Regions from separate parts of the Mus musculus genome. Here region 1 is linked to region 2. A link is a contact called in public Hi-C data. All regions are on one chromosome and are shown on one strand. The core of a region is the stretch at or near the end of the contact, and the rest is flanking DNA. Distances in the headings are between cores, read along the strand shown. Region 1 holds the start of Sec31a (Sec31 homolog A (S. cerevisiae)). Region 2 has its middle 23 kb from the start of Coq2.

The links. A called contact is a pair of places that touch in the nucleus more often than the background predicts.
Region 1: a contact with region 2 is called in a Hi-C map of CD8 T cells, with 3 times the contacts expected there. The contact joins the promoter of Sec31a here to the enhancer-like site in region 2. A contact is called at or near these places in 18 of 484 Hi-C or Micro-C datasets (B cells, CD4 T cells, CD8 T cells and 10 more), 8 of 115 datasets of contacts at active chromatin or transcription factors (bone marrow-derived macrophages, embryonic stem cells, extraembryonic endoderm stem cells and 3 more) and 2 of 9 other capture datasets (adipose tissue and liver).

Annotation. Positions count from the first base shown.
Region 1 is chr5:100,412,200-100,418,298 of GRCm38.p6, forward strand. It overlaps Sec31a (Sec31 homolog A (S. cerevisiae)), which reads right to left and starts at 4,035. Exons shown (of 28, transcript NM_026969.1): 1 at 3,904-4,035.
Region 2 is chr5:100,648,542-100,654,552 of GRCm38.p6, forward strand. No RefSeq gene overlaps it. Among named protein-coding and RNA genes, the nearest start is that of Coq2, 23 kb to the right of the region's middle. Within about 2 kb of position 3,155, at least 21 of the 459 cell types and tissues checked have an H3K27ac peak or open chromatin away from gene starts, as enhancers often do. A contact at or near this core is called in CD8 T cells and regulatory T cells, where this site is marked.

The DNA.
Region 1 (6,099 bases), core at 2,785-5,284, 240 kb before region 2:
ACAAACTGGGCACAGTGCTACACAGTGCTACAAGCCTGCAGGAGGTCAGGAGTGCCAGGCCAACCTAGCGACAAGAGGCCATCTTAAAAACCTGGACGGAGAGCCTGGCTTACACAGTGAGTTCCAGGACAGCCAGAGCTACAGAGTAAGACCCAGAATCAAAACAACACAACAAACAATCAACAGGGAGAAAACACAGCAAAGGCGTGCTAGGTAAGGTAGGATACACACTTGCCCCCCGAGTTTGGGAGCCCGCCTCTGCTACTATTAAATATGCTGTTAGATGTTGCTTAGCTCTTCTGGGCCCTGTTTCTACACTTGTAAAAGGTCACTACCTCATTGGATAATATGAAATTTAAACAGGATAGCATGGATTATAGAGAACCAAATAAAGTGCTCTGCACATAGATTAGTGTTTGGATGCACTTGTGCTGTAATTCTAATTTTTCAGGAAGGAAGGAAGGGTCACATATCTGAGTCTTTCCTTCACTACGGAGCAAGTTCTGAGGTATGGAAAAAGTATATGGAAGTTTTGTTTTAACTTCTTATGATTATATACAAGGGGAAACAAATGCACTAATGACCTAGATAAGCTAAAAAAAAAGTGTCAGATAAATCCTTTTTATTAATTTTTAACTGCTTATATAATCTCATAAAAAACACTAGCAAGGAGTGGGTAGAAGTTAATTTCAGAATAATTTCTAAAAGGAAAACAAATTGTTATTTTTTTTAAGCTGGTGTTTGGGTTTAGAAATCATTAGTAAAGCACACAGAGCCCTAAAATCTCTAGATAGATAGATAGATATTCTGACTAGAATTACAGTATACTTACTGACAGCAAAGGTCCAAGGGCTACCTAATTCCTGAATGTTTAGTTAATGTGTAACACAGAGATAACCACGGGGACATAAAATGGCTAAGTCAGAACTCAAAGCACTCCTAATGTATCTATTTCTTTGCTCTAATGCCCAAAGTTCTAGTAAAGACTATTCCTCTTATTAACCTATGCAGAACAAAGTTTCAGTGCAGCTGCATGGAAAGAAAACCCCGTTACAATGACGGCCTACACCTATGCAGTCAGCTATGAGTCAAATTAAACAAGAATAGCCTACTCCGTGTATTTACAAACTAAGCTTCGAATTTCACTGGATTTTCTGTTACAAATATTTAATTGCAGATGACTTTCTTAGAACATGGGGGACAGAATGAAGCCATCTGTGCTTCTCAATGACAATCTATCTTTATAGTTTTGTGTAGCTTTTCAATACTACGTGATTATATTCACATTGAGCATAATTCATTTAAAAGCATTTCATCCAGAACATAATCATAGTAGAAATAGGAAATGAGGACTTTGAGGACATTCGCTAGTTCGTCCCCACCATCTGCAAGTCAGTATTCCAGCGCAGTGATAGACTGAGGCTGGAACAGACACCCTTTGCTGAAACCTCAGCCTAAGTCTCAGCTCCAACCCTCACATCACTGCATCTTTGTGGTTCTGCTCCTCCCCCACAAAGCTATCCACATCATAGCTTGTGAGAATTAAATGTTTAGGACACTGTCTAGCTCATAGTAAATAAATACAATTAACTAACTATTCTGAAACCACAATTTAAAGGGATGGGAGAAAAGGCTTATCCATTAAGGATGCTTCTTGTTCTCAATTCACAATTTAAACCGTCTATCCCAACAAGTCTTCAAGAATACATCTACGTGCTAGGTGAGGTGGCACACAGAGGAGTGTAACCCTAGTGCTGGAGACTAGAGGTAGGAGAGCAGCAGTTTTGGGCCAGCCTGGGCTAAACAGATAAGGTCTAAAAAAACAAGCAAACAAACAAAGCAAGAGTTAGGGATGCAGCTCACAGTGCATACCTAGAATATCCAAGGTCCTGGGCCTTTCTCCCATCAATAAAAAACAAAACAAAACCACCCAAAACCTAACATCTGAGGAACATTATGTTCCAGACAAGAACTTCTATTTTTTAACTCACTTTCTCTCCATGATAATTACATTGAACTAAGTAGAAACTTTCTTCTTTCTAGTGACTTTTTTTTAGTATTTTTAAATCATATGCATATGTGTTTGTGTATATGTAGGTGACTTGTAGGTGACTGAGAGCCACCTGATGTTGGTGATCCCCAGGAAGAGCAGCGTGTGCTCCCGATGAGCCACCTCTGCGGTTCTAAACTCATTTTCACATTGCAAGTTTTATGTAGCAACATGAAAGCCAACAGTACTATTCTGTCAAAAACAGCAACCTTGCAAACAGCTGCCCCACACCTCAGAGGTGACAGACTCAGCACCTTTGATTCTTATACGGAGAGTGCAAACCCGAGCCTGGGACCATTTTTAGTAAAGGTCCACGTGGGCAGAATAACTCACAAAGGACAGGAATATTTGTTCTCCAAAAGCTCCTTAGCACTATCAGCTGTTCCAGGCTCACTTCACTCAACCAAACTTAAAAAAAAAAAAAAAAAAAAAAAAATCAACCGCGGTTGCAGAACTGCATGTTATCTTATAAATCTACAAGATAAAATGTTAGGAGAAGAAGTTAATCTACAATAAAAGAAAATACTTCCAGTGTGATGGTAGATGCCTGAAATCCCACAGCTCCGGAGGTTAGAGAAGGAGGGTCAGAATTCAAGGTCATCCTTAGCTAATCAATAAGTCTGAGACTACTCCGGGCCACAAGAGACCCTATCTCAAAGAATGAAGGAAACGGGGAAGAAGAGAGGGAGAAACAAAAAGAAATTAATTTTGCTGTATCACTTGACAAGTCTTTAATGCGGGATTTTTGAACCTCATGAAATTACACAGAAAATCCTACCCAGGTATGTGCATACAGTGTGCGCATGCTTTTCTAGGAAAAGCCCGATGCTTCCAAAGGGGGATGAAAATGCCAAAAGACTGATAGCCATTGCCTTTAACAGTTCACAAATATCTTTCTACTCTTACATGTTTCAGGGGGGGAAAAAAACCTGTTTACAAAATTTACCAGTGAAATCCAAATCTCATCGCAAATCTCACATTTCCAGACTCCACAATGTGTAACATTCACAATTAAGATAGAAATTATCCAAAAGTTCTTATTCCCTGCAAACCTTTCTTGGTTTGCTGTAACGAAGAGAAACAAGGACAGAATTACTTAAAAGGGCAGTACATTTTATCCAACTCCTGAATAATCAGGATATAGAGGATACGGTCACATGAGCGAGCTTCTAATTTTATTTATACATATAAATATATATATATATATAAGAGTTACAATTGTAGACAAAGAGCCAAGTTTCAACTTTGTATAGTTTAACAATTTGGAGGAACTATCAAAAAAACTCTTGCAACTTCCAGGAAGACCTGCAGAATTAGTTCTACGAGCTCACAGAAAAAGTTTACATGCCCACAAGTCCAGGCAGTTATTTTACAACTGCCTCACAATGTAATTTAATACAACAGCAGCAAAATCATATGCTTTTGAAGCACCGGCTGTGATTAGCGACTGCTGTCGCTAAATAATACAGTCCTAGTTAAACGACAGTAGCCTTCCTTTCAAATCTATGGTCCTTTAAATCTGGCAACAGTTCAAACACAACTTAACACAAAAATCTCAACCTAGGTGAAGTCAAAGAAATCATCCCGAGGTCTGTTTCCCTTCCATGCCCTTGGGGATCGCACCACTTTGTGCACAGGGACTGAAAGGTTAACCTCAAACTCACTCCCGAGCAGGGCAGCCTGGAAACGTCGGCAGAGGATGACCGGCACGATCACCCGCCTGCTGCGACTCCAGGCGTTGTCCCGGCGGGGCCGAAACGAGACGGGGGCGCGCCGTCAGCGGAGAACGGGCCTCGGGCCTCGGCAGCGGACACCGAACCTGGCGAGGGGCAGGAAACAAACGGCGGACACACCTGGCGGACCTCAGCGACCTGTCCTGCGTTAGCCGGCGAGCGTCGGCCTCTCCCCGGATCCGCCGCCGCCGCCCCTCCTCCGCGGCCCAGGGCCACCTCCACGCTCCGCTCCAACGTGGCAGCCGCAGCCCCGCCTGCGGGCCGGCACTTCCGGGTGCGGCAACTCGCCACGCCCACCCGGCCAGCCGGCACTTCCGGGAGCAGCGGCTCGCTCCTCCCACCCCGCGGGACAGCACTTCCGGGAGCAGCCACTCCGGTAGGCTAGTCTGGCCGGAGGTAAGGATTCAGCCGCGCGGCGTGAGGAGGCGCCTAAACTTCAGGATGCATCCGCTTGGCGGTAGATCAAGGGGAAGTCGAGCTGGGCGTCTCCGTCGGGGAAGGAGAGCGGTGACCGCGAGGACGCCACGTAGCACTCCTGTGAGGCGTCAGCAGCTGCTGGCGACAATACCCACACTAGACAAGGCGGGCGAAAACTGGCTGCAAGGACCGGTTCAGTTTGTGACTCGGCTAAGTTAATTATTGGTTTTGCGTCTTCCCTTTGAGAACTTACGTGATTTTGTCGCACACACCCAAAGGCTTATACTCTATAGAGGCTTAGCTGCGTGAGTGAGGTATATCGAATTAAGTTCATATTCTTAATATTTCAGTAGCTATCCATGGTATTCAAACCTATTAGCACTCGCCCTGGGCTACCGGAACAAAATAAGCGTGTGTGTGTGTGTTGCTCTCAGATTGGAGCATTGAGATTTTCGTTTAGGGATATAGATAGATAGATAGGTAGGTAGGTAGGTAGGTAGGTAGGTAGGTAGGTAGGTAGGTAGATAGATAGATAGATAGATAGATAGATAGATAGATAGAGATAAAGATATAAACCAGTAACTGGAAATGTAGAAGCTGGTCTGTAGAGCAAAAGAATGAAATGGGTGCTGAATTGGGCCCATGCATATGATGCCACCACACTCAAGAAGTAGAGGCAGAAAGATCAGGAGTTCGAGGCTAGTCTAAATCCAGGTCACCTTAGGCTGCAAGAGAGCCTTTCTTGAAAAGCAAAAGAAAATACACCACCACCAAAGGCTGGAGAGACGGCTTAACAGTTGAGAGCACTTGCTGCTCTTACAGAGGGCTTGGGTTTATTTCACAGAACCCATACGGCAGTGCACAAGTATTTGTGACTCCAGTTTTAAAGGACCCTACACCATCTTCTGACCTCCAGCAATATCTGCATGCAATAAAGCACATACATAAATACAGGCACTCAACACATAAAAAGTGAATAAACCATAAACAACAAAAGAAATTAGGTGCTGAAATTCTCTATCCCAACTTAAGCTAGGTCTAGTACATTTCTGTACATTTTAACAAGATGGGGTTGGTTTGGGACCCTTTGGTCCCAGACACTTAAACTATCTCCCTTAGAGCTCCCAACCTTAACGTATGTGCTGCCTGGTTGTACTTTTAATTTAAGGTGGGATTATTTCATCAGTGAACTCAAGCCAGATGAAAATCACTTGTCATAAACTATTAGCACCTGGACTGAACTGAGATCTCCTAACTTATTACCCTTGTTGACCACACCCAAGTCTCCTGTAACACCTTGCTTATAGACTCCTTACATGAATGTAATTTTTGTTTGTTTGTTTGTTTTTGGTTTTCGAGACAAGGTTTCTCTGTGTAGCCCTGGCTGTCCTGGAACTCACTCTGTAGACCAGGCTGGCCTCGAACTCAGAAATCCGCCTGCCTCTGCCTCCCAAGTGCTGGGATTAAAGGCGTGCGCCACCACGCCCGGCTGAAAGTAATGCTAGTGATGCTTCTTTATTGAACACAAGGTATCAGCAAGCTGGACTTTGAGGCAGAAGCAGGAAGATTGTGAGGCCAGCCTGAACTGCATGGTGACTCCTTGTCTTTCCATGCTGAGGGTATACTTTATAGTGGGAGTTTTTGCATAGCATACACAAAGCTGTTTGATCCCTAGCAACAAGCTGGTAGTCAGAAGTACTGGAAAGTGGACATGTCTTTTATTCACCCCCTCTGTGTTCTACATATGTATTTCACTTTAAAAAGCAAGTTTACAGAGTTGAGAAAATGGTGGCCCGGCCCACCCCACCCCAGCATGAGGATAGGACCTATGTATCAGCTTAGGGCAGCAGCCACCATCTGTCACTCCAGCAGTAGAGGGACGGAGACAGGCAGTGATCC
Region 2 (6,011 bases), core at 1,905-4,404:
CCATGCCCAGGACCTCAGCTACACCTTGAGGGAGGCTGGGAGTCTCTGGGAGGTTCTGAGTAGTGGGCAGATGTTGTGCCGCCACCTAAAGCTTTAAAGGGCTCCTGTAATGAAGGGAGGAAGAGTGTGGTGGTGATGAGGACTAATTAGGAAGCTACTGCAGTTATCCACAGGAGGGGAGATAGTGACGTGGGCCAGTGTGGTGGCAGTGGCGTGGCTGTCTATGGAGTTTGGAGGTGGAGCTCGGGGGCTCTGCATTTGGGAGGAGTCACTGATAACTGCCTGGCTTTAGCCAGAAGAAAGGAAGAAGGGATTGGGTTGCTAGGAGAGCACGGGGTGGGGGGTGGGGGTGGGGGCGATGGTGGGGGGCAGGAAGAAGGCTGAGGGGAGGGGAAAGGGGAATTCAGTTTTGAACATGCTAGGTTGGGAAGCACATTTCTGGTGTTGAAATAAAAATGTCAAGTAGGTGGTTTGTTATTGAGTTCTGTCCGGGTCAGGCTCAGGGAGGTAGGTACTTAATCAATTCGAACAGTTTCCTGAGCTCGTCTCATAGTTCGTGCCTGAGCCTGCTTACTGCACCATGAATCTGGGCCTGGTAGCACAGGCCTGCCAACCCATCTACTGAGGAGGCTGAGACAGGAGGACTGAATTTTCAGGACTCTAACTGAGGAATTGAGTCAAAGGCCAACCTGGGCACCTTAGTGAGCCCTTCCTTCAAAATAAAAATAAGATAAGAAAGAGGGCTGTGGATATAGCTCAGTGGTAAAGACTTGCCCAGCATTTGTAGACTCTACATTCGATCTCTATTTTGGCAAAAACCAACAAACCAACAACAAGCAGATGCAGATGCAGATGCATAAGGTTTTGCCATGAGTCTTAAACCGTTTTCCCATACAATTCTTTTTTTTTTTTTGGTTTTTCGAGACAGGGTTTCTCTGTATAGCCCTGGCTGTCCTGGAACTCACTCTGTAGACCAGGCTGGCCTCGAACTCAGAAATCCGCCTGCCTCTGCCTCCCAAGTGCTGGGATTAAAGGCGTGCACCACCACACCCGGCTCCATACAATTCTCATACCACCACCGCCACCGCCACCGCCACCGCCACCGCCACCACGAGGTTAGCATTATTTAAAGTATTTAAATTCTAGCATAAACATGACTAAGCTGGGGTTGGAGAAGTCTCAATGGTCTGCTGAGCTGTACTGTTAGGAGCCATGTGGACTCAAAGGTTCATTCTTCCTACACTTCTCATGTGACAAAAACGTGTTCTATTTCTTCAAGCTCAGGCTTTCGACCGGAGTTTGGTGAGTCCTGGAAACAAAGAGAGAGGATGCTGGTACCATCGTTCAAAGGGAAGCATCTGTCTCTCAGCCTGTGCTTATGTGCTGGAATCTGACAAAGGGATGCATTTGGGAGCCAGGCATGGTGGTAAAAAAAAACATGCAATCCCATCTGAGGCAGGAAGGAAGATCAGACATTCAAAGCCAGCCCATGTATTTTGTGGGTTTTAATACAAAGTTTTCATCGTTAAGTGTGTGTTTTACACTTAAAGACAACTTGGGTTTAGAAGAGCCAATGTTTCAAGTGCTCACAGCTTCATGTGGCTACCACATGGCACGGTGCTATACACAACCCTAAAAACTTCCGGAAGATGGAATTCATCTCTGCCTGAGGCAAGCAGCCTGGGTCTCCCACTATAGACTGACCAGGTCGTCTGTAGATGTTAAACACGCCCCCTTTTCCAAAGAAGAAAGAGTTCTGTATAAAGTACAAAATCCAAAATCCTCCTTCTACCAATAAAACGATTATCTTATCAACGAGAGCAGGAGTCTGTCTAATGTCAGATTCTGGGTACTTCTACTCATCAAGGCAGCGTGTACCCACATTAACTGTTACCCAATGGGCAAAGGCACCCAGACAAGCCATAAGGAAGGAACATAAATTTCCTACAATGCATTGCAAAATATTCGGTGCCACTGGAAGTCACAGGTTGTAAAAGAAACAGCTTATTCCTGCCTGGTTACTGTTAAGGAATAAACAAATTTATCTTCATGTTGGCCGGAGTCAGGAATGAGGCTTTGTGCACTGAGGACAGAGAGATGTAGAGCTTTCTGGAATGCGACTTGAGACAATGTTTCTCAGGCCACAAACAGGTTCACAATATTATGCTCAATCTTCTCTGGACTTTGCAATCCTCAAAAGTGACAGATAGGTAGGTACACAGAGACCTTCCTCGGGTACTGGGGTGACCTGGAAGTCTATTTTTAAAGACCACACTGACAAGTCGGGGGTTCTATTCACAGGGTAGTTTCAAGCAAGAAGCTTAGGAGGGAAAGCCTCCTAAGGAAAGGCAAGTATTCAAGTGTTTCCAGTATGGTGTGCTGGGGACACTCTAGTGGTGGAGACAGAGCAGGGGGAGCTTAGGAGGGAAAGCCTTCCAGTGTTTGTTACAAGGCAAAGCAAAATTGTGACCAGCGCATCACCTAGAACCTTTCTCATGTCTGTCTTCGGTATTCATTACAGGTTTTGATCCTGTGCACATGAAATGAAAACATCCTTGCTGTGACACCTCACACTGTGAACTGGAGTTTGTCCTCGAAGAACATTAACCATGCCTGTTGGCAGCACCACGTGGGACACTCGAAGGTGAGTTCACTCGTCACAAGGAAAGGCAAGTATTCAAGTATTTCCAGTGTGGTGTGCTGGGGACACCCCAGTGGTGGAGATGGAGCAGGGGAGGGCTCTGAGTTTCCCTTTCTAACAGAGGAGACAGAAAATTTCTCAACGAATTTGAACACCCAGACCTCCAAGAAGTGAGGGTTTAAGCCAGTGATCCCAAACCACGTGGCTGTGACTAGGGCTGTATCATAGCTCTTAAGCGTTGTTTCTGAGTATAGACCAGGTAGGTTCTCAGGGAATTTGGAAGATAAGCTACAAGAGTTGGAGTTGTTCATTTTATATATAACAGATGGTTATACGTCTAGTGGCTTAAAACAGATCAAGTGCATGTGCTTATAATTCTGGGAATAACCAGTCTCCAATCAGCCTCACTGGGCTACCGTGAAGGAGTCAGCCTGGCTCTCTCTGGGTCCCAGACAGGAGCCCTTTCACACGTGTTGGACCGCGGCCCCTCCCTCCCTCACTGCATCTCTTGCTTTCTGTGATGTCATCTCCTCCTCCTTCCTTTGATCTCCTGTGTAAAGAACGCCTGTGATTACTCTGTATTCTAGACACGAGAGGGTTATGTTCTTACCTGGCCCTTAGCTCAGGCATAGGTACGGTGCCGTTAGCGTGTAAGGTAACATGAGTAAGTTCTGGGGTCCTTTTCCAGCTCACTGCAGTAGCAGACACAGGAAGGGCCAGAGCTTGAGTGGAGGGAGAAGTGGGGTGAAGGCAGGAGATCTTCAGGTGGATTCCACCTCAAGTGCGGCCTTGCCACGGAAGGGTCAGTGGCTTTCTGGGGCTCCTTAAGCAAGAAGATTGGTTTTCTTGGTCTTCTGGATGCTGGAAGTGAGGCATGAGCCCTTGATGCTAGCCACCGTTCTGCTGTTAGCGGGCTTCTGTCTTTGCACGGTTTGCAGTGGTCTGGCTTTGGGGGTCTGGTTTTGTAGCTCAGGCTGACCTGGACCTCACAGTTCCCTGCCTGTCAAAGCTGGGATTGCAGGCATGTGCCATTACACTAGCCCACACTTGCCTTGTGTCTCCATCTTCCCTGGACAGCCGCTTACCTAGAACTTTAAGTTAGTCATTTTCTCAGAGGCCTAATCTGCAAATGCAGCCATATGAAATATTCAGGGTTAGAATGTCAAAACGTGAATGTTTGGTAGGGTTAATAAGGCTCTGCCCATAACAGGAGGTGACGTAGCCAGTTCAGCCAAACGTTGGCAGCTACTGCAGATGAGAATGTGGTGCCTAAGGGCTCCTACCTGAAGTGTCTCAAGGATTCGCAGCAGGCTCACCTGCCTATGACTGGGTTCTATGCTATCAGGACGGCTAAGTGTGACTTAAGGAGCACGATGAGGCCAAGCCAAGAGGGTGTGTGTTGAGGGGCGGGGGCAGTCAGTTGGGAAATAGCAGGATGCAGCCTGATGGCGGAGCCCTTTACAGTCTGGTGGAGACTTTGAATACTTAGCATGGGTACCAGGAGAAAGGAGAGGTGGCCACCGGGATGCAATTCAGTCATATGATTCCTGTCCTGCCTCCAGCCCACCACCAATGACGCAGCACACTGAGCTCCAAGGCTCTTGTTCTATCCACAGGCTCAGAAGTGGACTAGGGTGAGGGTCCCCATTGAGCACATTTTCCAAGGCCAGACCAGCACCCTAACCTGTCACATCAGCAAGTGTCCTCACCTGGCCTGGGAGAGAGTGGCCCTGGACAGGACTTGGACAGCCACTGGACTCCTTCCTGAACTCAGCTTGGTTGATTCTGTCCTTCTCAGAGCTTATAACCTACTCCCCCTTTGTTCCCGTCTCCCCCTTATCTACCCACATAACATCTTCAGTCTTAATACAGTAAGAGAAAGTACAAAAGCCTACAACTTGATTAAGTCAAAGCATCTTTACAAATGAGAGGGCTTGTGATTTCCTCCATCCTGTGTCTCAAGAATGCTGAGATTTTTCATTCATTTTAAGGTTTGTTTCCATGTCACTTTCATTAGTTCACGTAGGGAAATGACATACGATTGAAATTCGTTACATTCACCCTTCTCACTGAAGCCGTGCTAATGGACCATGGCTAAGCTTTTCAAACATCCCTATCCTGAGGGCTGGCCGTCCAGGTGTCCAGGCTCTTTCCCCCAGGGAGTCAGATGCTTGTTGAAGCTGAAACAGGCAGAAAGCTCCCTGTTGGAAAGGGTGGGTTCTCCAGACTGTCTGATGGGCTCTGCAGGGCTTTCATAGGGCACCTGGACTCTTCCCTCTTAGGCCCCCAGCCCGCCCCCCTTTTCTTTCTCAGTTTCCTCATTCTCTCTCCCATTACCTCATCTCCTGAGCCGGATGGCCCCTTGGCCCAGGGAGGTAACAGACAGCGATAGCATCCCAGGTGCACAGCAGGGGTTGTCCATCATCCAGCTGCCTGGATGTTATCTCCTTCTTCTCCAAGCGTTTCCCTGACGGGCTCCTTCCTGATTCCCCTCACTAAGCTGCTGTGAGGCACGTAGGGCTGCTACCTTGTGACCTCTCAACATTCTTGAGTGCTTTGGGGACTACTGCCACTCAAGCTGATGCTTACTGCAGTCCAGCATCATATACTGAGGTCGCCTTGCCATCAGTAAGAGTTGCTTACATCAAGTAGACTATATCTCGATTTAGTAATTGATAATACAAAGGAAAAAAAAACAAACAAGAGCATGGATTGAAAGAGCACAGGTGGGACTGGAGAGATGGCACAGTGGTTAAGGGCACTGGCTGAAATTCCAGAGGACCCAGGTTCAATTCCCAGCACCCACAGGGCAGCTACAACTGTCTGTTAACTCAGCACCAGGGTTCTGACGCTTTCTGGCCTCTGTAGGCACTGTGAACATCCCTGCCAGCACAACCATAGGGATATAAGGAGAAAACTATGAAGGGCTAGAGACTTGTTGCTCTTGCAGAAGACCTCCTACCATCCTGTGGGGTGCTCACAACCATCCTGAACCCTAATTCCAGGAGGATCTGACATGTTCTTCTGACCTCCATGGGCACCAGGGCCATATACACGGTGCACATTTGTACATGCACGTAAAACACTCATCACATAAAATAAAAATAAATCTAAAACGAATGAAAAGAAACGCAGGCAGTATTTGTTGAAAATTCAAAGCGTCTTTGAGAGAGTGATATTTGAAGGCCTGCTGTGAGAATTTTCACTCTGGCCAACGAACAGTAAGCCCACAGGCCCTGGGCGAGGGGGTCCTGCTCAGTGTGGGACAGTGAGGCAGGCAGTGTGAGTCTGGAGGTAAGAGCTTAGAGGCTGGCGGGGCAACAGTCGACTTGGCACGTCCTGAGTGACTGGGAGACCCTGGCTTGTGGGC